Regions from separate parts of the Mus musculus genome. Here all the other regions are linked to region 7. Evidence: chromatin contacts called from public promoter capture Hi-C data. All regions are on one chromosome and are shown on one strand. The core of a region is the stretch at or near the end of the contact, and the rest is flanking DNA. Distances in the headings are between cores, read along the strand shown.

What was found. Promoter capture Hi-C pulls out the DNA fragments that hold promoters and counts their contacts.
Region 1: a contact with region 7 is called in a promoter capture Hi-C map of pre-B cells, with 7 times the contacts expected there. The contact joins the promoter of Slc9a9 here to the promoter of Plscr1 in region 7. A contact is called at or near these places in 11 of 39 promoter capture datasets (the 3T3-L1 cell line, cranial neural crest, hematopoietic stem and progenitor cells and 7 more), 1 of 115 datasets of contacts at active chromatin or transcription factors (large pre-B cells) and 2 of 9 other capture datasets (adipose tissue and liver).
Region 2: a contact with region 7 is called in a promoter capture Hi-C map of liver, with 3 times the contacts expected there. The contact joins the promoter of Tmed3 here to the promoter of Plscr1 in region 7. A contact is called at or near these places in 4 of 39 promoter capture datasets (hippocampal neurons, liver and pre-B cells).
Region 3: a contact with region 7 is called in a promoter capture Hi-C map of hippocampal neurons, with 6 times the contacts expected there. The contact joins the enhancer-like site here to the promoter of Plscr1 in region 7. A contact is called at or near these places in 4 of 39 promoter capture datasets (cranial neural crest, hippocampal neurons, liver and 1 more), 1 of 115 datasets of contacts at active chromatin or transcription factors (astrocytes) and 2 of 9 other capture datasets (adipose tissue and embryonic stem cells).
Region 4: a promoter capture Hi-C map of liver shows a contact between it and region 7, with 8 times the contacts expected there. The contact joins the promoter of Dipk2a here to the promoter of Plscr1 in region 7. A contact is called at or near these places in 14 of 39 promoter capture datasets (the 3T3-L1 cell line, 3T3-L1-derived adipocytes, the C10 cell line and 9 more), 7 of 115 datasets of contacts at active chromatin or transcription factors (the 230-238 cell line, astrocytes, embryonic stem cells and 2 more) and 2 of 9 other capture datasets (adipose tissue and liver).
Region 5: a contact with region 7 is called in a promoter capture Hi-C map of hippocampal neurons, with 10 times the contacts expected there. The contact joins the enhancer-like site here to the promoter of Plscr1 in region 7. A contact is called at or near these places in 3 of 39 promoter capture datasets (the 3T3-L1 cell line, hippocampal neurons and pre-B cells), 1 of 115 datasets of contacts at active chromatin or transcription factors (astrocytes) and 1 of 9 other capture datasets (adipose tissue).
Region 6: a promoter capture Hi-C map of liver shows a contact between it and region 7, with 5 times the contacts expected there. The contact joins the promoter of Ctsh here to the promoter of Plscr1 in region 7. A contact is called at or near these places in 1 of 39 promoter capture datasets (liver) and 1 of 115 datasets of contacts at active chromatin or transcription factors (extraembryonic endoderm stem cells).

Annotation. Positions count from the first base shown.
Region 1 is chr9:94,668,588-94,671,287 of GRCm38.p6, reverse strand. It overlaps Slc9a9 (solute carrier family 9 (sodium/hydrogen exchanger), member 9), which reads right to left and starts at 1,396. Exons shown (of 16, transcript NM_177909.5): 1 at 1,052-1,396. The coding sequence starts at 1,226.
Region 2 is chr9:89,703,695-89,706,394 of GRCm38.p6, reverse strand. It overlaps Tmed3 (transmembrane p24 trafficking protein 3), which reads left to right and starts at 1,352. Exons shown (of 3, transcript NM_025360.2): 1 at 1,352-1,649. The coding sequence starts at 1,470.
Region 3 is chr9:94,648,888-94,651,587 of GRCm38.p6, reverse strand. No RefSeq gene overlaps it. Among named protein-coding and RNA genes, the nearest start is that of Slc9a9, 20 kb to the left of the region's middle. Within about 2 kb of position 1,392, at least 9 of the 459 cell types and tissues checked have an H3K27ac peak or open chromatin away from gene starts, as enhancers often do. A contact at or near this core is called in hippocampal neurons, where this site is marked.
Region 4 is chr9:94,536,666-94,539,365 of GRCm38.p6, reverse strand. Dipk2a (divergent protein kinase domain 2A) reads left to right here and starts at 1,285. Exons shown (of 3, transcript NM_001033145.2): 1 at 1,285-2,147. The coding sequence starts at 1,491.
Region 5 is chr9:94,609,721-94,612,420 of GRCm38.p6, reverse strand. No RefSeq gene overlaps it. Among named protein-coding and RNA genes, the nearest start is that of Gm39404, 26 kb to the right of the region's middle. Within about 2 kb of position 1,335, at least 29 of the 459 cell types and tissues checked have an H3K27ac peak or open chromatin away from gene starts, as enhancers often do. A contact at or near this core is called in hippocampal neurons, where this site is marked.
Region 6 is chr9:90,052,901-90,055,600 of GRCm38.p6, reverse strand. It overlaps Ctsh (cathepsin H), which reads right to left and starts at 1,334. Exons shown (of 12, transcript NM_007801.3): 1 at 967-1,334. The coding sequence starts at 1,051.
Region 7 is chr9:92,248,839-92,251,538 of GRCm38.p6, reverse strand. It overlaps Plscr1 (phospholipid scramblase 1), which reads right to left and starts at 1,345. Exons shown (of 9, transcript NM_011636.2): 1 at 1,179-1,345.

The DNA.
Region 1 (2,700 bases), core at 147-2,646, 2.4 Mb before region 7:
AGCTCAGTGCTAGTGCCTTGTAGCTCATCTTAATAAACTAGATAAACCAGGCTAGTCTGTACAAACTCCATAATCACATTTTATTAAACTTCCCAAAAATGATGGATGCCATGGTAACTTGCACAGAAAGAGCATCACTTTGGGAGGTTAAACCTTAAATTAAAACCTTTTTTCCCCTCTGTAGTTTAAAGAATTGGGTGTTCTTACTTATACATATTATTCCAGCACCCAGGAGGTTGAAGCAGGAAGATCACTGTGAGTCTGAGGCCAACCTTGTCTATAGAGTGAGACCTGTCTAAAATGAGAGAGAGAGAAAGGGGGAGAGAGAGGGAGAGAGAGAGGGAGAGAGAGAGGAGAGAGAGGGAGAGGGAGAGAGAGAGAGAGAGAGAGAGAGAGAGAGAGAGAGAGAGAGAGAGAGAGAAGTGTGTGTGTGGTGTGAGAACACAAATAAGTATTATAAACAAGACCATATTAAATCAGGCTAAGCAATGGAAAATGTTAAATAGGAAATTCTTGGTTTAACACTTTTATTATCAGAAGCTAAAATAGTGTTCACAGGATGAAAAAGGATTTGGACACAATTATTCCCATTACAAGGGTGGGGTCTGTTTCTACGAGTATTTCTTCTTGAAAATAGTTGAAAGGGTATTTCCTCCATGCAGTCTGAAGCCATTCCCTTAACTTTGCCTGGCTCCTCTGGCTGCCTGTGGAAGAGGCTGCGCTGACTGACTGCATTGCCACCACAACCTACTACCATGACTAGCGCTCCATGACTCCCCGCATGACAAAGGACTGCAGCTGTCAACAGACTCACATACTGTGCTGCCTCAGAGCCTGTCACTGTGACAGCTGCTCTGTGGTCAGGCGGAATTTCTGCCGCTCCTCTGGAAAGAGGTTAGCATCCCTAACACTGCGGCACCTCTCGCTGAGCTAATGACACTTCAATCAGCATGTTCCCCTCACTTTCTGCACTTTGCCATCTGAGCACAAGTCTCTAATTACTACGCCCAGGCAACAAGTTACACATCTACCCCACCATTTACACACTCACCATACACCATCGCCCCTCCAGTCTCATGCAAGAAGCGGAATCGGTGATTTTTAAATAACCAGATTGTTAAAATGGTAAGGATGAGCAAAAAATTAAACGCGAGTAGCTCCACTGCTCCCTGGTGTTGAAAATGATCTTCATCCTTCCCTGACGTAAACCGAAGCTGCCCAGCCATTCTCCACTCGACCGACTGTGATGCTCAGAGAAATCCCTGGACAAGGGATGAGCCCTTAGATGAGGGTTGCCTAGGATAGACTGGCGCCCACAGAATTTCAGAATAAACGCTGCTACTTTGTTGCTACTTCGCAAGCAATTCAGATGGCTTAGCATTCAGACCGGCTTCTCGTTACAACTTCCTGTTTCTCTCTTAAAGCAGCCCCGTCTCTTTTCAAACTCCAGAGGGTGGTTTCATCATAAAAGATTCTGTCTTTAAATGATTCACTCTGGAAAGAGATCTTCCACACTGGTCAAATCTGCCAGCAAGATGCTGATGTCCAGACTCGTGGCCCTCCTGTTTCCAGCATGATTTCTTAGTCTGTATGCAACTGGCAAATTGTACATTGATAGTAAGACAGTTCAACCCGGCACATCAATAGTTTTCAGATTCAAAAGGGCAAGTCCAGACCCTTAACTTCACCTACTCAGGTTTCTCCCCTCCCACCACAGCCTCCCAGGGGAGGATTGACAGGTATGATTTCACAGGACTATTTCTGAAGTTGAGAGGCACAGATCCAGTGCACGATTCTCTGACTTTTTATAATTGCCGGTCAACTAAAATAATCAAAAAGAAAAGTCTAGCCCCAGTCCTTTAACGGTGCTATTTAAATTTGTTGAAGAAAAAAAGGAAGAGAGATAGAGAAGGTGGAGGATGGAGGGAAGAAGGGAGGGAGGGAGAAAAGGGAGAGGGAGGTGTTTAAGACTGGTACCTCCAGTTCTTCTGCTTCCTAGGCAAACATCAAGATTTCCTTGTCTTTACCAATCAGTCACCATGCAGCCAGGTCTGCTGTGGAGACCCCCACATCTCACCACATGGTAAAATGGACGAGTGTTAATGTCTGGCTTCTATTCTGATAGAATTAGAATTCCATTTCTGTATTGTAAGGCACCCTGAAAAAAATATGACACTAAAGGCTTTGAGACAAACACATAATAATATTATGGTCTTACAGACCTGTAACTCTAGCGTTCAGGAAGCTGAGGCAAGAGGATCGCTGTGAATTCAAGGTCTCCCTGAGCTACATAGACACTGGAAGGTAACTACCCATCGGAAAGCTAATTTCCCACTCTGGGAGAGCATCAAGCACTCCAGTGCCTCAGCCTCTTTGCTTATGCAACTCCGAGCTGGAGTTGGTTTTCTCTGTGTGCTTGGCTCAGCAGGGGGCATCTGTGTGCACAGCAGATGTTTTTACCCATGGTCCCTTTTGGCACGCATCTCTGTGATGACTAATACTGGAGTTGTCTTGAAGCCTGTCAGCTATTGCTTGCAAGCATTTGCCAGCAGCCTCACCTTCCGTATTCAAAAACCCACAGGTGAGTCGTTAGATTTACAAGATAATGCAAATTCAAAAACGAGAGAACTTCCTGGTTTTGCTGCTTTTAAGGCAGACTTGCTCTTCGATTGTCTTACCACATCTCTTTCCCTCTTCCTG
Region 2 (2,700 bases), core at 103-2,602, 2.5 Mb after region 7:
CCTGCTCCAACTTAAAGAGCTGTGAAACCAGGCCTCTTCTTTTGAACCACTGCAGATTCCCCCTCCCTCCCCCACCCTCCCAACCCCCATCCCCACCACCTGGAACTTAAATGTAGCGCTTCATCTTTAACTTGTGGGAACTTCAGTTTTGTTTTGTTTTGTTTTGTTTTGTTTTTCTTCACTTGATTTTCCAGTTAGATGATTATAACTTTCACATCTTCAAATACTCTTCATTAAAAATGTTAAGAGTTGGAGGAGAGATGGCTCACTGGTTAAGAATACTTCTAGAGGACCCCAGTTTGGGTCCCAAAAGCCTTATCAAATGAGTGACAACTGCCTGCAATTCTAGCTCCAGGGGATCCAAAGCCTCTGGCCTCTTTGGAGACCTGCATTCATATATACATACTCATATACACACATGTGCATACACATAATTGAAAATAAGAAATATAAGTCAATGTTAAATAGGACAAGCAGGGAAGGAGCCCCAAGGCACACAGCTCAACACCTCTTTCACATCTAATCTAGCACAGAGATAGTACATTTTATTAATAATTATATTATGGGTGCTGCTTTCATGCACATTAGCTCCTTGATACAGGATCCAGTATGGCCAGTGGTAGTGTATGCCAATTTTATCTATGTGGTAGTATATATGAGTAGTGAAATTCTTTGTTAAAATTAAGATTCACCATATCTAATAATGTTCTACTGACAGTAAGTGTTTATGTATCAGCAAATATTATAACATGTAATGTCTCTTTGTTTATGGACTATGGTGAACATAAAATCATATATATCCTTCTTAGGGCAGTTGTCATGAATAAGACAATAAATCAACTTGTCTTTCAACACTTTTAGAAGTTAAAGGGGATGGCAGATTCTCTCTGAAAAAATTTTCAATGTGACCCGAATGCGAAAACATAATTGAAATCCTTTAGATGCTTTTATTTCCAGAAGGGAGTCTGTGTGCAAGAAAACCTGTTTTCCCCCAGTGTAGCCATGGGGTTTACTTTGTTGAACACTTCTTCACCTTAGGTAGGAGGGGGGAGTGGAGGATCCGTCGCCTCCCTTCCCTGCGGTTCCTTTCTAGTCCATCGAGTCCTCCTAACTACTGAATGTGTTCATTACGTCCGGGATTTCTCCGGAGACGTGGCAGACACTAAGTGACAGCAAGTCAGAAACAGACTAGAAGCCCAACGGTTTCCGAGTTGAAGGGACGCACTGAGAAGTACCCGAGTCCAAGAGCCGCATCAAATACAATAGCGCCTAAACTCAGTGATGCGCTTGCGCAGCGGGCGGAAAGGTTCCCCGCCCACCTCTCTGGTGTGCGGCTGCGCGCGGAGTGGCCGCCACCCGGAACCGCTGTGCTGAGCTCGCGCCACGTCTCTTCAGGGGGCCCCTCCCCTCTCCCTGCTGTCCCTGCTGTCGCTGCGCGGGAGCCTAGAGAGGACTAGGCCCGGAGCATCATGGTCCACGAGGCTCCGCACGCTTCATCCTTCCAGATGCTGCTACAGCTGCTGCTTCTGCTCCTGCTCCGGGCCGAGCCACTGCGGAGCGCTGAGCTCACCTTCGAGCTGCCGGACAACGCCAAGCAGTGCTTCCACGAAGAGGTGGAGCAGGGCGTGAAGTTCTCTCTGGATTACCAGGTGCGGCCCTAGCCGCGTCTCACTGGGGCTACTGGTGCGCCGCCATCCGGAGCGGCCAAGATTAGCCACCAAAGGCTGAGGGGGTCGGGGATAACAACCCCAGACCGGTTGACTTCTCCCTGAGAAGAAACGTTTGTATCTGCCAGAGCCCTCCCGAAGTGGGCCAGGGGCACTGGGGAGTTAGGCAGGCTACAGGTGAGCGCTCAGGATGGGGGGCCTGTTACCGCCCCCTGTCGCCCCCTGCAGAATTGACCAGAATGACCTCTCCCAGGTACCTCCAGGAACATCAGTATTAATTAGCTGGACACCCACTGGGTGGCAGTCTGACCCAACTGTCACTTTGGGCTGGGTGTCTTGCTGGTGCTGAAGTCAGCTGCATCCTTTACAGCTGGAGTTTGGGGTGACATAGTTGGAGTGATGAAGGGTTTTTTTTTTTTGAAAGGAGGGTTCAGTGCAGACTTCGAACCCTGCCAGTGTATACTTAAGGACAGTCACACACACTCCCTCCCCAGTGGTGTGGCTATGTGGCTTGCCTCTCTGCTTACCATATGGCTCAACAAAGTTAGGTCCTGCACTTTGGTCTCCATGGACAGATCTCATAGCTAACAGTTGCTTTGGTAAAGGCTCTATCCCCTAGGGTTAATGAGTAGGCATAGGGTCAGAGGGATGAATGACCACCATAAAGCAAGACCTCTAGAAATGAGGTGACACAGGCACCCCAGTTGTGTACAATGAGTAAGCCCTTCTATGGTAGACGCTCTGAAGGTTGCTTCTGCTGACAATTCCATGTATGGTGGAGTCACTGATGAGACTGCTCTCACATCTATGGACGACATACAGTGTGTGTGTGTGTGTGTGTGTGTGTGTGTGCCTGCCTCAGCACAGGCAGCCTAAGAATAAGAACAATATTCTTGGCTGGGCAGTGGTGGCGCAGGACTTTAATCCCAGCACTTGGGAGGCAGAGGCTGGTGGATCTCTGAGTTCGAGGTCAGCCTGGTTTACAGAGTTCCAGGACAGCCAGGACTATACAGGGAAACCCTGTCTCGAAGAA
Region 3 (2,700 bases), core at 143-2,642, 2.4 Mb before region 7:
ATGAGCATAACTTATGTTATTGTTGCTGTTTATCTCATTTAATCCCACTCAGGAAGAGCCTCATCATTGTGCCCAGGACAGTCATTGAATGTGAAGAGGAAGGATGTCTTCAAACTCTCACACCAAGGAGGTGGCAGAGCAGGGACACAGGGTTCTTGCCTCCAGGTCTTTCCATTTGGAAACAAAGATAGCAACAAGGCATGCTTAATTAGGGCTCTTTGTGTTTCCATCTGAGCAACCCCCTCCCCATTTTCCCCTTTTGAACTCATATCACATAAATCTTACTAATGTGAAGCTTTGAAATGCATGAATTTATTCTTGAAACTAGAATAATTAAAGGCCACGTTTCTGTTTCGTCAATCAGATCATTATTGAACTTCCAGAACATTTTCTTGGGTTTCAGAAGACAGGGGTGTATTCTGAGCTCTGTACTTCTGAATGCATATTTTTTAATCAAAAATAGCTCTTTGAGGGTCTTACCACATGATCCTCTTTCCTCAGCTTCCCCCACCCCCTGCCGTGTTGGAACTTCAGGTGTGGTCTGAGAAATAATTCCGCAATTTGTTGTTTGTTTGTCTAAAAGTAAGGAAAAACCTTCATTCTGTTCTGACAATGAGCTATTTTCTTCATTGTCTACTTTAAGAAAATGTAATATCAAAAGATCAACCCTTCATTTCTCATTGCCTAGTGCTTCCAGAAAGCAGGAAATATGATATCACATCCAGCATGGCAATTTTGGGCAGAGTTGTCTGCATATTAAGAAGCCATTTTCCCCTTTCCTTTGCCGTCTTGTACAGTCATTTTATATATAATGATGGGTTTATCATAACATTTTCATACACGTATATGAACTTTATTTTAAATATACATAGGAGATGAAACATTTTTTAACTATGGCTCTTCCTTGGGCCATGTCAGATTAGACTTACCAGAGAAAACCAACTACAAGAGTATGCAAAGTTCTTTGAGTTTTAGTTCTGAGTCTGCCACCGGCCCATTCCTGAGAGAGCCTTTGAAAAGCCTTGCTCTCAGTTCTTCCATTGTTAGATGAGATTTACAATCTGCTACAGAGATCCTGAGGAGGAAACATGAAAAGATGGCCAAGTGCTTTGAAAACACTAACTGGTTATTAATGATTTAGGGACACAACAGCTTTTGTGTGCTGCGGAAAGGAGCATGTGACACATCCCATTTTATCATGGAGCATGCCTGTGAAATGTCTCCTACCTGAGCTTCTCAGAAAACCATCTGATTCCTTTAAAAAGAGACTTTAAAATTAGTTCTCATTTTATGATGCTCAATGTTCTCTTGTGGCAGTTGTCTTGTTGTGTTCCTAAGAAAAAACCCTGGGTGGTATAAATAATACAGAGCCAGCACTCCCAGTGTGTGGGCTGCACGGCTGTGGATTCAAGCACTCTAAGATTGAGATATTCTTTTTTTAGAAAAGCATCTGCACTGAACATGTATAGGCTTTTTTCTTTGTCATTGTGCCCCAAGGATTCAGCCTAACCACTCACAGATATTTTACATTGAATTAGCTACTATCTGCAATCCAGAGATGATTTGTACATAGGAGCATAAGCACAAGTTATATCATGCCATCAGATGATCCAGTCTAATCAAAGAGTCAAAGATTTTGCTATCTAGGTGGCTGGGCAGGGCAGGATTTTAGAACCAATTCAGGGAGATTACAAGGCACAACTGTATTTTCTTGAAATGGGACTAAAAGAATACCCTACAAATACTTCTTATTTATATAAAGAAGTATTTATTAATATTACTCTCATGTAATGAAGATTCTGGGGTAAGACACCAAGGGAAGATGTTGATTCCATAGCAACATCAAATAGCCAATGTCACTGTATATTTTTCCTTTATAATCCTTGATGAATTGGCGTGTCACTTCCTGATCTCAAAATGGCTGCTACAGCTCCTCAAGACATACTTATTGTGAAGGTATGAGATGGAAAGGAAGGAATCTAACTATATTTATTCCTTTTTTTGCTTGTTTTGTTTGTTTGTTTGTTTTTTAACAAAATTTACCTCACAAACCATTCTTCTAGCCCTGAATCACATGACCACTGAAAAGGTAAGAAAATTAGAAAGTATATCAGTTACATTTCGGTTGCTATGATAACACCAAGACAAAACAGTCTATTGTCTTTTATTTGGGAAGAGTTTATTTGGGCTTACAGTCTCAGAGGGTTAGAGTCTAGGATGGCAGATGGGAGCCAATCATGGTGGGCATAATGGCTTGGAACAGCAGGCAGACAACTCATTTTTGAATTTAAAAAACCAAGCAGAAAGTGAACTAGACATGGTGAGAGTCTTTAAACTCTCAAATCCCACCTCTCCTGTCATATTTCCTCCAACAAATCCTAAATGACTCCTAAATCTCTCAAACAGCTTCATCAATTAGGGACCAGGTGTTCAAGTGCTTGAGACTGTGGGAGACATCTCATTCAAACTACCACAGACAGCAATGTGGATATTTTATTGTTGCTATGGTTTTGTTTCTTCCCAAGTACATCCTTCTGACTTGCTTGGAGGGAAGCCACAGGGAAAAGGGGCCAAGGTCAGTGGAGAGTCTCAGGGATGCCCCCCCATGCTTTGATGAAGAAAGTCCTTTTGACAAATGGTAGCTATTCAAAATCCAGTTTCTCAGAGCTGTGGAAATATGTGATGATAGCTTATAAACTT
Region 4 (2,700 bases), core at 36-2,535, 2.3 Mb before region 7:
ATGCTACAATCAAATACAGAAAATTCGGGAAAGTGATTCACGATCTTGTATAGATAAGTCTCACTGTCTCAGTAGTTACTCTTTGCATACCCGTTACTACTTACTATGATTTTCCTGTTTGACCTCTAAAAATCAGCGCAGTAAAAGTATATTTAACAGCGACCAGGAATTAGCTAGCTATCCACTCGACCAACAATCACAGGAGTGCTAAAAGTTAAAGAAAAAAAAAGTATTCTAATAGAACATATTTTGAAGTTACTGCTGAAGATCCCAGACCTTCTAAAACTTAACCCCACGCGCGTTAGGCCAGGTTATTTCCGCAGTCTGCTGTTAGGAGCTGGTTAGACCGCACAGGTGCGGCACCTGACGGCCTGGCTCCCTGGGGTCATCGCCACAGCAACGCGTCCTGGCCGCAAGGCAGGCCTGGGCCCAGCCTGTGAAGCATGGGGGAACCGGGCTCCTCGGGGACCCGGCGGGCGGCGCCGGTGAGGAAGGACCTCATCCCGCCAGTGCTCACTCAGCGAAACCGTAACTCAGCCTCCGCAGATACATCGCCAGCCCTGCAGCGGCATTCCGGTCCCTAACCGCTGGCCCACTGTCTGCCCGCAGGCCCTACGGCGGCACAAAGCGCGCGACCCAGAGGTCCCGCCAGTCAAAAGAACAAGCGCGCGCCACACCATATAAGGCCCGGAGCGGGCGGCCAGGCCCCGCCCCCAGGACCTGGCCCGGCCCCACTCCAGCCCCGCCCCCAGGCTTCGGCCCCACCTCCTCCCGCTCCCAGGATGGGCCTCTCTGCTCCCGCTTGCCTCCGCCCTCTCCCTTCCAATGACCTTCCCACAAAGGCCTCCGGGGCGCCTGTGTAGCCCGACAGTCACCCCAGAGTAGCCGTTACTGAAGGTCTCCGGTGGCGGAGCTGGCGAGCTCCGCCCTCCCGGGCGCGCCCTCCACCCACCCTCTCCACCGCCTCCCCGCGAGCTCGCGCTGACGCTTCCCGGGGGCGCGCTCGCCCCGCCCCCGGCCCCGCCCCTCGCTCTCGGGCGTGCCCGCGCGTGGGGGCCCCGCCGCATCCTCTCCTCCCCTCCTCGCACCGTAGCTTCTCGAGTGTGAGGCGTCCGGGACTCCTCACTCGCCCCCGCGCGCGCTGCTCGCCCGGGACCCAGCAAGGCGCAGCTCAAGCGTCCCGGGCGGGAGTGCGCGTGCGCGCGACCGCGGCTCCCGCGCTCCCTCCTCCCCCCCCCCCTCCCCGCGCCTCTATAACTTGGCGGGCAAGGAGGCGGCGCCCGCGGAGTCGGAGGGCGGGGAGCTCGGAGGAGGGCACCGGGAGTTGTGGAGACAGCCGATCGGGAAGTCGCCGCGCTCGGCCGGCGCAGCCCGTCCTCGGGTTCCTTCGCTGCCGCCCTCCGTCTGCGCCGCGGGCCTCGGCGCCGTGGGGCGGCCCGGCGGGGTGCGCTCGCCCGCCCCGGCCCCGGCCGCTGCCGCGCGCGGGCGGGATGTGGCGCCTGGTGCCCCTGAAGCTGGGCCGCCTGTCCCGTGCACTGAAGCTGGCGGCGCTCGGCAGCCTGTTGGTGCTGATGCTGCTGCACTCGCCGTCGCTGCTCGCCTCCTGGCAGCGCAACGAGCTCGCCGACCGGCGCTTCCTGCAGCTCAATAAGTGCCCGGCGTGCTTCGGCACGAGCTGGTGCCGCCGTTTCCTCAACGGCCAGGTGGGCTTCGAGACGTGGGGCCGCCTGCGCCTGCTGGACTTCCTCAACGTGAAGAACGTGTACTTCGCGCAGTACGGCGAGCCCCGCGAGGGCGGCCGCCGGCGCGTGGTGCTCAAGCGCCTGGGTTCGCAGCGCGAGCTGGCGCAGCTCGACCAGAGCATCTGCAAGCGGGCCACCGGCCGGCCGCGCTGCGACCTGCTCCAGGCCATGCCCCGCACCGAGTTCGCGCGTCTCAACGGCGACGTGCGGCTGCTCACGCCGGAGGCGGTGGAGGGTTGGTCGGACCTGGTGCACTGCCCCTCGCAGCGCCTGCTGGACCGCCTGGTGCGCCGCTACGCGGAGACCAAGGACTCGGGCAGTTTCCTGCTGCGTAACCTCAAGGACTCCGAGCGCATGCAGCTGCTGCTCACCCTGGCCTTCAACCCCGAGCCGCTGGTGCTACAGGTAGGCGCGGGCGCGGGGCTCTTCGACGCCAGAGGGAGTGCGTCCCCAACTCTCCCAAAATGCCTCTTCGCGAGTTTCCTTCCGCCCTCCCGCTCGTCCCAGTCTGGATGCCAGTGTCAGTGCGATAGCGAGCCCTTGTACCTCTTTCCGAGGACTTGGGCACCCTGGGCACACGTCCTTTGCTGTCCCGCCTGGCTAGCCTAACTTCCCCGAGTCTGTCTTTGTTTTATTTCTTAGATCATCTCCCTGTTAGTCAATCAGCTAGTTCTGGGACCAGGTGGGAAAGATGAGATCAGAGAGTGGGGTGGTGGTAAAGTGAAGGGAGCTAATTCGTGACTCGTGCTTTGCGTGGAATTAGAAGCTAGGAAATGGGGGAAAGAGTTAGATTTGGGCTGGGAAGGCTAAAGGCCAAGACGGACTTTTGCATCCTGATGCTGTGGCCTGCCCTAGTCATATGGTAATCCGGTTAAGGAAGGAATTAAAGTGTTTTTTTTTTTTTTTTTTAGGTTGGAGCTAGGATCTAAGGAAAAGGGTTTTGGCCTCTAGCCCAACT
Region 5 (2,700 bases), core at 86-2,585, 2.4 Mb before region 7:
AGTCTTGGGTTCTATAAGAGAGCAGGCTGAGCAAGCCAGGGAAGGCAAGCCAGTAAAGAACATCCCTCCATGGCCTCTGCATCAGCTCCTGCTTTCTGACCTGCTTGAGTTCCAGTCCTGACTTCTTTTGGTGATGAACAGCAGTATGGAAGTGTAAGCCGAATAAACCCTTTCCTCCTCAACTTGCTTCTTGGTCATGATGTTTGTGCAGGAATAGAAACCCTGACTAAGACAATGTTAAAGTTGGAAAGCGGACTGACTGACTCTATTGCCTCCCTTTGGATCCCTTTCCTCCTAGCCAGACTGCCTTCTCTGGCCTCGGTGGGAGAAGAAGTGCTTAGTCCTATTGTGACTTCATGAGCCAGGAAGGATTGGTACCCATGGGGACTTTTCCTTCACAAAGGAGAAGTGGAGTTGTGGTAATGGTGAGAAGGAGGTGTGAAGGTGTAGAACTGGGAGGAAAGGAGGGAGATAGGGTTGCAATAGTGATGTAAAGTTAATAATTAATAAATTAGTAAATTAAGGGGAAAAGAAATAAAAAAACAAATGTTCTGTTAAAATTCCTAAAACCATACTTCTGCAAGTACCCGGACTGCTGGTTTGATTTCTGTACTTTCATCTCAAGCTTTTGTTATTCTTTTGCTTTGCTTCTTTATGATATCCACCATTATGTATCTCCTTTTCTGCTTCCATTTTTCAGTCTTTATTCTGTTATGTTTGAAGCATCATTTAATTCTAGAAAACAATTAAACATCTTACTGGCCCCTTTTGATTTCATATATATATCATATATATGTATTCCATATATATATGATTATATATATATATATATAGTCCCTTCACTAAAAGTTAATATTGGGCCATAAAAACTTCAATCCTGATTGATAATAGAACACAGAAAATATTAAGTGAAAATGCTTTATTCCAAGTGACATTGCCACTTACTCTTTAAGAGTATTAAAGAATTACCTTAATTCCCTCATGGTGGAAAAAAAGGCCATTAAGCTTCTGTAATGAAGGAAATATATATTTATAATGGAGCAAATGGCACTGTGCCTTTGTCTGAAGCAATCTCGATGTCCAATAAAGAAAAGCCATATTCAAATGTGGTGCCTCTGAACACCAGATATTATAAGAATTCCTAGTCAGCAGGATGTCTTGCCAAAAGCACTCCACAAATTGATTTAGGCTGTCTCACTAAATTGTGGCTCATTCAAAATCTTCCTCCAGTATGAAAATCAGCACCTGGTCAATTCCAGTCCAGACCTTGGCATCCAGTCATGTCTCCCCCGGGGTTCTGCATTGCATGCAGAGCATGCGCACTGCTTCTGGGAGCATGCCCACTGCTGGGGCTCATGTGCTCCCTCCTGCCTCCCGCTTTCCTGTGTGAGCCATAGCTTCACCCTCTGTTTGGTTACTGTTTTCTTTCTCCATTGCTTGTTCAGTTTCTATATAATCATTCCTTTTTGCTCTGACCCTTTATTTCTGCCTCCACCTATTTTTTCCCTGGGTAACCCTCTTTGATACCAATTGACAGTCTAAGTTTGTTTTTTTTTTTTTTTTTTACTTTCCAGAGGTTTCTGTTGCCATAGTGATGTTTCATGATTATCATGCCCATGACAACTTCCCGTGGCACTCTGGTTGCTATAACAATACCAATCAGTAGAGAAATCTGTGGGAACTTGTGACAAAGATGCTAGTTCACACCTCTGTGAGAGGCAGTTTGCTGGGAGACGCTTCATATTTAATAGTTGTTCATAGCACACACACACACACAAAAGAGAGTGCACAAATAAGGGCAACTCATTTTTCCTGGATTAAAACATTATGATACTAAGGCTTGTGTTTCACATCTTGAAAAGAATTCCTCCCTTTGTCTAGGCTTTTGTCTGGTCTTTCTTCCTACTTAAAAATCTTTGATAGAAATATAATCTATAATTTAAGAAAGAGAGCTGTTATAGGTATAACTCATCTCCAAATTTATATATCAAAATCCCAAACCGAAACATGACTGGCTGCTTCTGGAAATAATGTTTTTGAAGTGTAGTTACAGTGAATGAGCTTGTGAGTGTGAGGCCCTAATCTTATAGGATTAGTGTCCTTATAAGAGGGCATAGCAAGAAGAGGGGGAGCAACGGGAGCAGAGATCAAGGGAGGGTTCTGAAAGGAGGGGACAATTTAAAGTACATTATACACATCTGTTAAAACTGCAGAGCAAAACTTATTATTTTGTATAATTAATCTATATGCCAATAAAAACATTTTAAGATGACAGAGCAAGAAGGTAAGTCAGGAGGAAGAATGCTTTCACCAGGAATCGCACCATTTGGCACCTTAATCATATACTTCCGTTCCTCCAGAGCTGCAAGAAAATTAACTTGCCTCATTTAAGCCGCTTGGACTGTGGTGTTTGTTATAATAGCACAAGGCGATTACCATAAATCTCAATACTACTTAACATTCATAACTTCTGCTAGATCCTTTTGATTTTAAAGATGTAAATTTCTAGAGATATAGCCAAATAAAAACCACAGTATTACACTTGTACGTTGTTTGTCTCTGAATGCTAGATAGACCAGGAGGGACAGTGTGATACCACATATTACATGGTGTGAGTTGTTGTTACAGCTTGCTTAGTCTAGAGAGACTATTAAGTAATACCTTTAGTATAGGACTTTGTTGTTGTTGATAATGATGATG
Region 6 (2,700 bases), core at 85-2,584, 2.2 Mb after region 7:
AGACCCAAGTCAGCACAGCAATATGAATTTGCTACGTGGCATTTATCTCTCTCTCTGAAAGCCCTAGTTCCAGTGAGTTACAAAACCAAAAAGAAAGAAAGACAAGCTGGTAAGAGAAAGTAGAAATGGGAGGGGGAACAATAGAGGGTAATGAAGGCTGAAATATATCAGGATATATTATAAACACTCATGAAAATGTAATAATGAAACTTATTATTAAGTACAATTAATATATGCTAATAAAATCTTTTTTTTTTTTTTTAAAGGAAGTTTTGTGTGTCCTGCGGAAGGACCATCAGCAGGGCTAGGAAATCCCAGACCACCATCTACTCTCAGCCAGGGGCTTTGATTGACCGGCTCTTTACACTTAAAAATGGCTGGCGCGCTTTAACTTCTGTTTTCACTGTCCATAAATAAACATCTATTAGAACCAGCTACCCGTAGCTGCGTTCGTTCCACAGGTTCCAAAGGTTCGTTTGTAGCCTTTAGGAGTTGCTACAGAGACCAACGTTGTACACAGTAAAATATTTACTGGTTAGTCTCCTGCGGTTGCACTTTGCCAAGAGTTGAGGCGACTTTCCCGAGCCAGCTTTTTCCAGGCACACCACAGACGCTAGGGTTAAAACTTCTGTGGGTGCCCCATGTTCCGCAGGGCAGGGAGTCACCCCAGCACGGCACAGTCGGACTAATAACCCAGGCAGGGCGATCCCCGGGGAGGCCAAGTCCACGGAAAGTACAGGCTGGGATGTCCCGCTCCCTCCCGTGGTGGGACAGGAAAGTTTTGTGCCCTTAGCTGTCCGGCAGAAGGGGCTGAAGGCTTCTGTATCTAGATCTGAGCCAAAAGGACTCTAGGTACCTGCCAGCCTGTTCCTCGGATCACGCAAGACGCGTGTCCCCCGAGACTAGCCCGTCCCTGTTCTCCCTCCGGTGCCCTCGGAGCCCTGCGCCCCACTTTCTCCCTCCTACCTATGGCGTTCACGGTCAGCTCGGCGGTGGCCCCAGTACTCAGCAGCCAGGCCCCAGCGCACAGCAGCGGCAGCGCAGCCCACATCTCGGCGCTCACTGCCCGGTCCCACCGAGTGCCCTCTGAGCCCAGCCTGTGGAAAGGAGGTGGGGCGACTCTGGCCTCCGCCTAGGTGATGATGGTTCCTCTCCTGCCCCCTGTGGCCATTACACTCCTGCTCTTGGGAAGAAGGGTTCTCAGGGTCTGACCCTGAAGGCTAGTCCCTGCCAAGTGGGAGGAAGCGCAGCCTAATCCCCAGTTTCCTGTCTGTCCCCATCTCTGGTAACTCCGTCTCCGTGAAGGTTTCTTGAACCATAGCTCCCTGGCCTTCCCTATAGCTTGAAATGACTTAACCAGAGGGCTGTCTGGACTGCTCACCCCCAACAGGCATTTGGGTTGCTTCCAGGCATTTGCGTTGCTTCCTCCTCCTTCCTCCTTCTTCTTCCTTCTTCTTCTGTTTTGGTTTTTTGAGACAGGGTTTCTCTGTACTCACTTTGTAGACCAGGCTGGCCTTGAACTCAGAAATCCACCTGCCTCTGCCTCCCAAGTGCTGGGATTAAAGGTGTGCGCCACCACACCTGGCTCTTTTTTTCTTCTTACAGTCCCCATATAGCCCAGGCTGTCTTTGAACTTGTAACCCTCCTGTTTCAGCCTCCTTTACAAGTTTCTCCTGGCAGCCCATGGCATTTTGATGAAGGCAGAATGACCTTCCTCTCCTGAGATTCTTTGGTCAGATTCTGTCTTTCTAGTGCCGGGGGAAGAGATTCCAGAAGTCTTTTAGAATTAAGTATAGTAAGGTGGTTCTCTACCTGGGGGTCAAATGACCCTTTAAAAGGGGCCACCTAAGACCATCGAAAAACACAGATATTTATATTATAATTTATAATAGTATCAAATGTACAGTTATGACATAGCAACAAAAATAATCTAATGGTTTGGGGATCACCATAAAATGAGGTTGAAACTACTGGTCTAGTGGCTTTGACCAGTTTTCAGAATTCTATTTAAGAAGCCCTGAGGCTACGGATGTAACTCAGCGAGCATGGTCCATCATGCACAAGGCTCTCATATAAGCCTTGAATAAGTTCAATGCCTAGTACTCCTATAAACACACACACACACTCCCCCCCACCCCCCCCAAATAGCCAAATAGACAAACCGAACCAAAAGCCACCACACAAAGGCACGTCTTTCAGATACTCTGGACATGTGGACACTGAATCTACACTGATCGGTTCTGACAGGCCTGGAGTATGGCTCCAAGGACAGATAGTGTGCAAAGGGCTCCCATTTTAGGATATCTGACTTGATGTGTGTACTGGCTGGTTTTGTGTGTCAACTTGACACAGCTGGAGTTATCACAGAGAAAGAAGCTTCAATTGAGGAAATGCCTCCATGAGATCCAGCTGTAAGGCATTTTCTCAATTAGTGATCAAGGGGGAAAGGCCCCTTGTGGGTGGAACCATCTCTGGGCTGGTAGTCTTGGTTCTATAAGAGAGCAGGCTGAGCAAGCCAGGGGAAGCAAGCCAGTAAGGAACATCCCTCCATGGCCTCTGCATCAGCTCCTGCTTCCTGACCTGCTTGAGTTCCAGTCCTGACTTCCTTGGTGATGAATAGCAGTATGGAAGTGTAAGCCGAATAAACCCTTTCCTCCCCAACTTGCTTCTTGGTCATGATGTTTGTGCAGGAATAGAAAC
Region 7 (2,700 bases), core at 96-2,595:
GCTCTGTTGTTAGGAAAAGCCAAGAAGGAAACGCCCCCAGGTGCCCGGGGGTGCTTTTTATTAAGCTTCCCTGGTTCCTGGTACCCAGTATTTAGTTCCAACTGCTAAGCCGCTAAGCCGGAAGAAGAGAGTGTAATTGTTTGGGAAGAAAGTATAATTGTTTGTCTTGGAACAGAGAGATGGCCCTACCTAACTTCCAGGAATAAGATTACGGAAATCAAGCCACGCAGGAACCATGGGGAGAGTTGTAGGGATGGGGGCTGTGTCAAGTATTTGATATAATAAAAGCTAGTTTCCACCTTTCCACTTGGTACTTTATCAAGCTTATATTAACTGATTCAAAAGTGAGAACTCTTTTTGTTGTTTTGGTTGGCTTTCCTGTTTTGTTTCTGTAGCACTGGCTGTCTGAGAACTTGCTCTATAGACAAGGCTAGATTCGAACTCATAAATATGCCTGCCTCTTCCTTTAATAAGTGGCTTGAATCTTTAAGTCTTTTACTGTTAACATTTTCAGGGAAGAGATGAATATACAAGAAAAAAAAAACTGTCAGAGTCCAAGGTCTGTAACAAAAGACTGAATGTACACCTAGTGTAGTGGTCTTACCCATTCGGACCTTTACCCGCTTACATCCCCTACTTTTGTATTCTAGAAGGCTATGTATAGTTTTACTAGCCACAATCCCAAAGAAACCTGGGTTAAAGAGCAACAGGCTCTTTGAACGGTTTCTCTTCTTTTATTTCCCCTTCCCTTTCCTGCAACGGGAATCCAACTTGGGCTCGGCGCATTTGAAAAGAGCGCTACCACAGAGCTACAAGTGAGCCCAGCTTCTGCACTGCATCAGGACTGCTCTTGGCTGTGAAGCAGTGTGCTAAACTGGAGACGATCCCGTGGGAACTAGCGAAGAAGGGTCACGAGTGTGGATTGCCGAGCAGCGGCCCGGACAGCAGAGCTTCTGGCTGAGTTCCCTCCCCACTTCCGGGGTCACGAGCCCAAGTCTTTCGGCCATTGCTCCCAGTCTTCAGACCATAACCTCTGCCGCCTGAGCAAACCGCCTCCAGCCCTTGCTCTTGCTCCCTCTCCACCCATCCGCATCTCCCGCGCCCATCACCGTACCCGGCTCCTTTGTGCGCACAGATCCGCGAGCTCTGTCCCGGAACGCGCAGAAAGCGGGACTCACCTGAGGCTCCTTCTGTTCTGAAGTCCGTGAGTCCCAATCCCTTGCTGGTGGCGCTGCAGTAGCCCGGCTTTCCCTCGCAGAGGGGACTCACTCTGAATGACGCGAGCTCTGCCTGCACTCCTGAATCCTCTAGCTGCGCCCAGAGGCCTGGCAGGACCTTGCCCGCCCCGCCCACCAGCAAGGCAAAAGGAAGTGGGATTTTGATTGCCTTGGAAAGAAAGGCTATTCATCACCTGGGGAGTGGCCTCTTCTCGGAACTTTCTTTACACTGCCTGATCTCAACCACCCAACCTATTTGGGTACTGTGCGGGAAATCGGGCTTCCTCAAACTTACTTTCCTGCTTTGCACACTTTCTTAAGTATGCATCGATTACCACATCTGTTCCATCAGCCCTGTTTGCACTTTCAAGTTTGTTGATCTCTTTCCTAGCAGATTTCTCTCCTCTTTTTAAAAATCTTATGGGTTTTATATAACCGTTTCACGCCGTTTGCTGGTAGCAGTCTTTGCTTTCTTTTTACTACAGTCTGTGAAAAAGTACCACCCTTAACTAGAAAACATTCAGGTTTGGTTTGAACTGTGCGGCTCACTCACCAGAAAAATCAGCATCTGTTTTGTTTAGTAAAGCGGTGCTTCTTAAATTACAGCCCGAGAAGAGTCACCGAGCTGAAACTACATTAGGTCATGCCTTCAAAGATTCTGACTTAGTATGCCTCGTGTGGACATTTCTAAGAAATTTCCAATTATCTAAAAATACCTTCCTATGACACAGAAGGTATTTTTCCCCCGCCTGCATTTTATGCATCATTTGGTACTCTTGGGGGAGGGAGAGTTATGAAAGGATGATGAAAGGGTTACAGGTGAATTTTGAGTCTTCACTCTTCTTTCCCTGTGATTGGTGCGTTTCTAAGTATATTCAACTAAAAATCTGGGGAGCATCTTGGGAGGGGCCCACTACTTGCATATGTGTATATTTCTGCATGTACATAAATACCAGTGTGCATAGAATATACTGTTCTTCCATAGAAAGCCATGATGCATGGAAAAGTGAACCTCACATATAAAGAGTCTGAGACCATGGCACTCCAATGCTGGAGAAAGGAACCGGGAACTTAGCATCGCTCAATGTGATTTGTAACTTCAACTGGCTTGCTGTTAGGCACTCAGGATGTTTATCTTTATTCTTTAGCTGATTTCATACTCGGAGCAAACAAGGATCTTCACTGTCCACTCTTTGCATAAATGGGATCATTTCATTTGAATTTTAATTTAAGCAGTTGGAGTATTTTTATAGGTAAAACCTTGTAGAAGTGAAACATTGGGGCGTTCTGTCTAAGTAAGAGTCTTCCTACTGTCTTCACCTCTGTTGTGTTTCCTAGGCTAACTGCTGTTACCAGTAGCTCCAAGACTTGGCCACAGGGGAGTCGGTGAGCTAGGGCTTCATGGGCAGCCGCTGCTGGGTAGTGGCTCACTCTGTGTTTGTTTCCTTTCCTAATGTCTTCATACCTCAAGCCCACCTAAGTT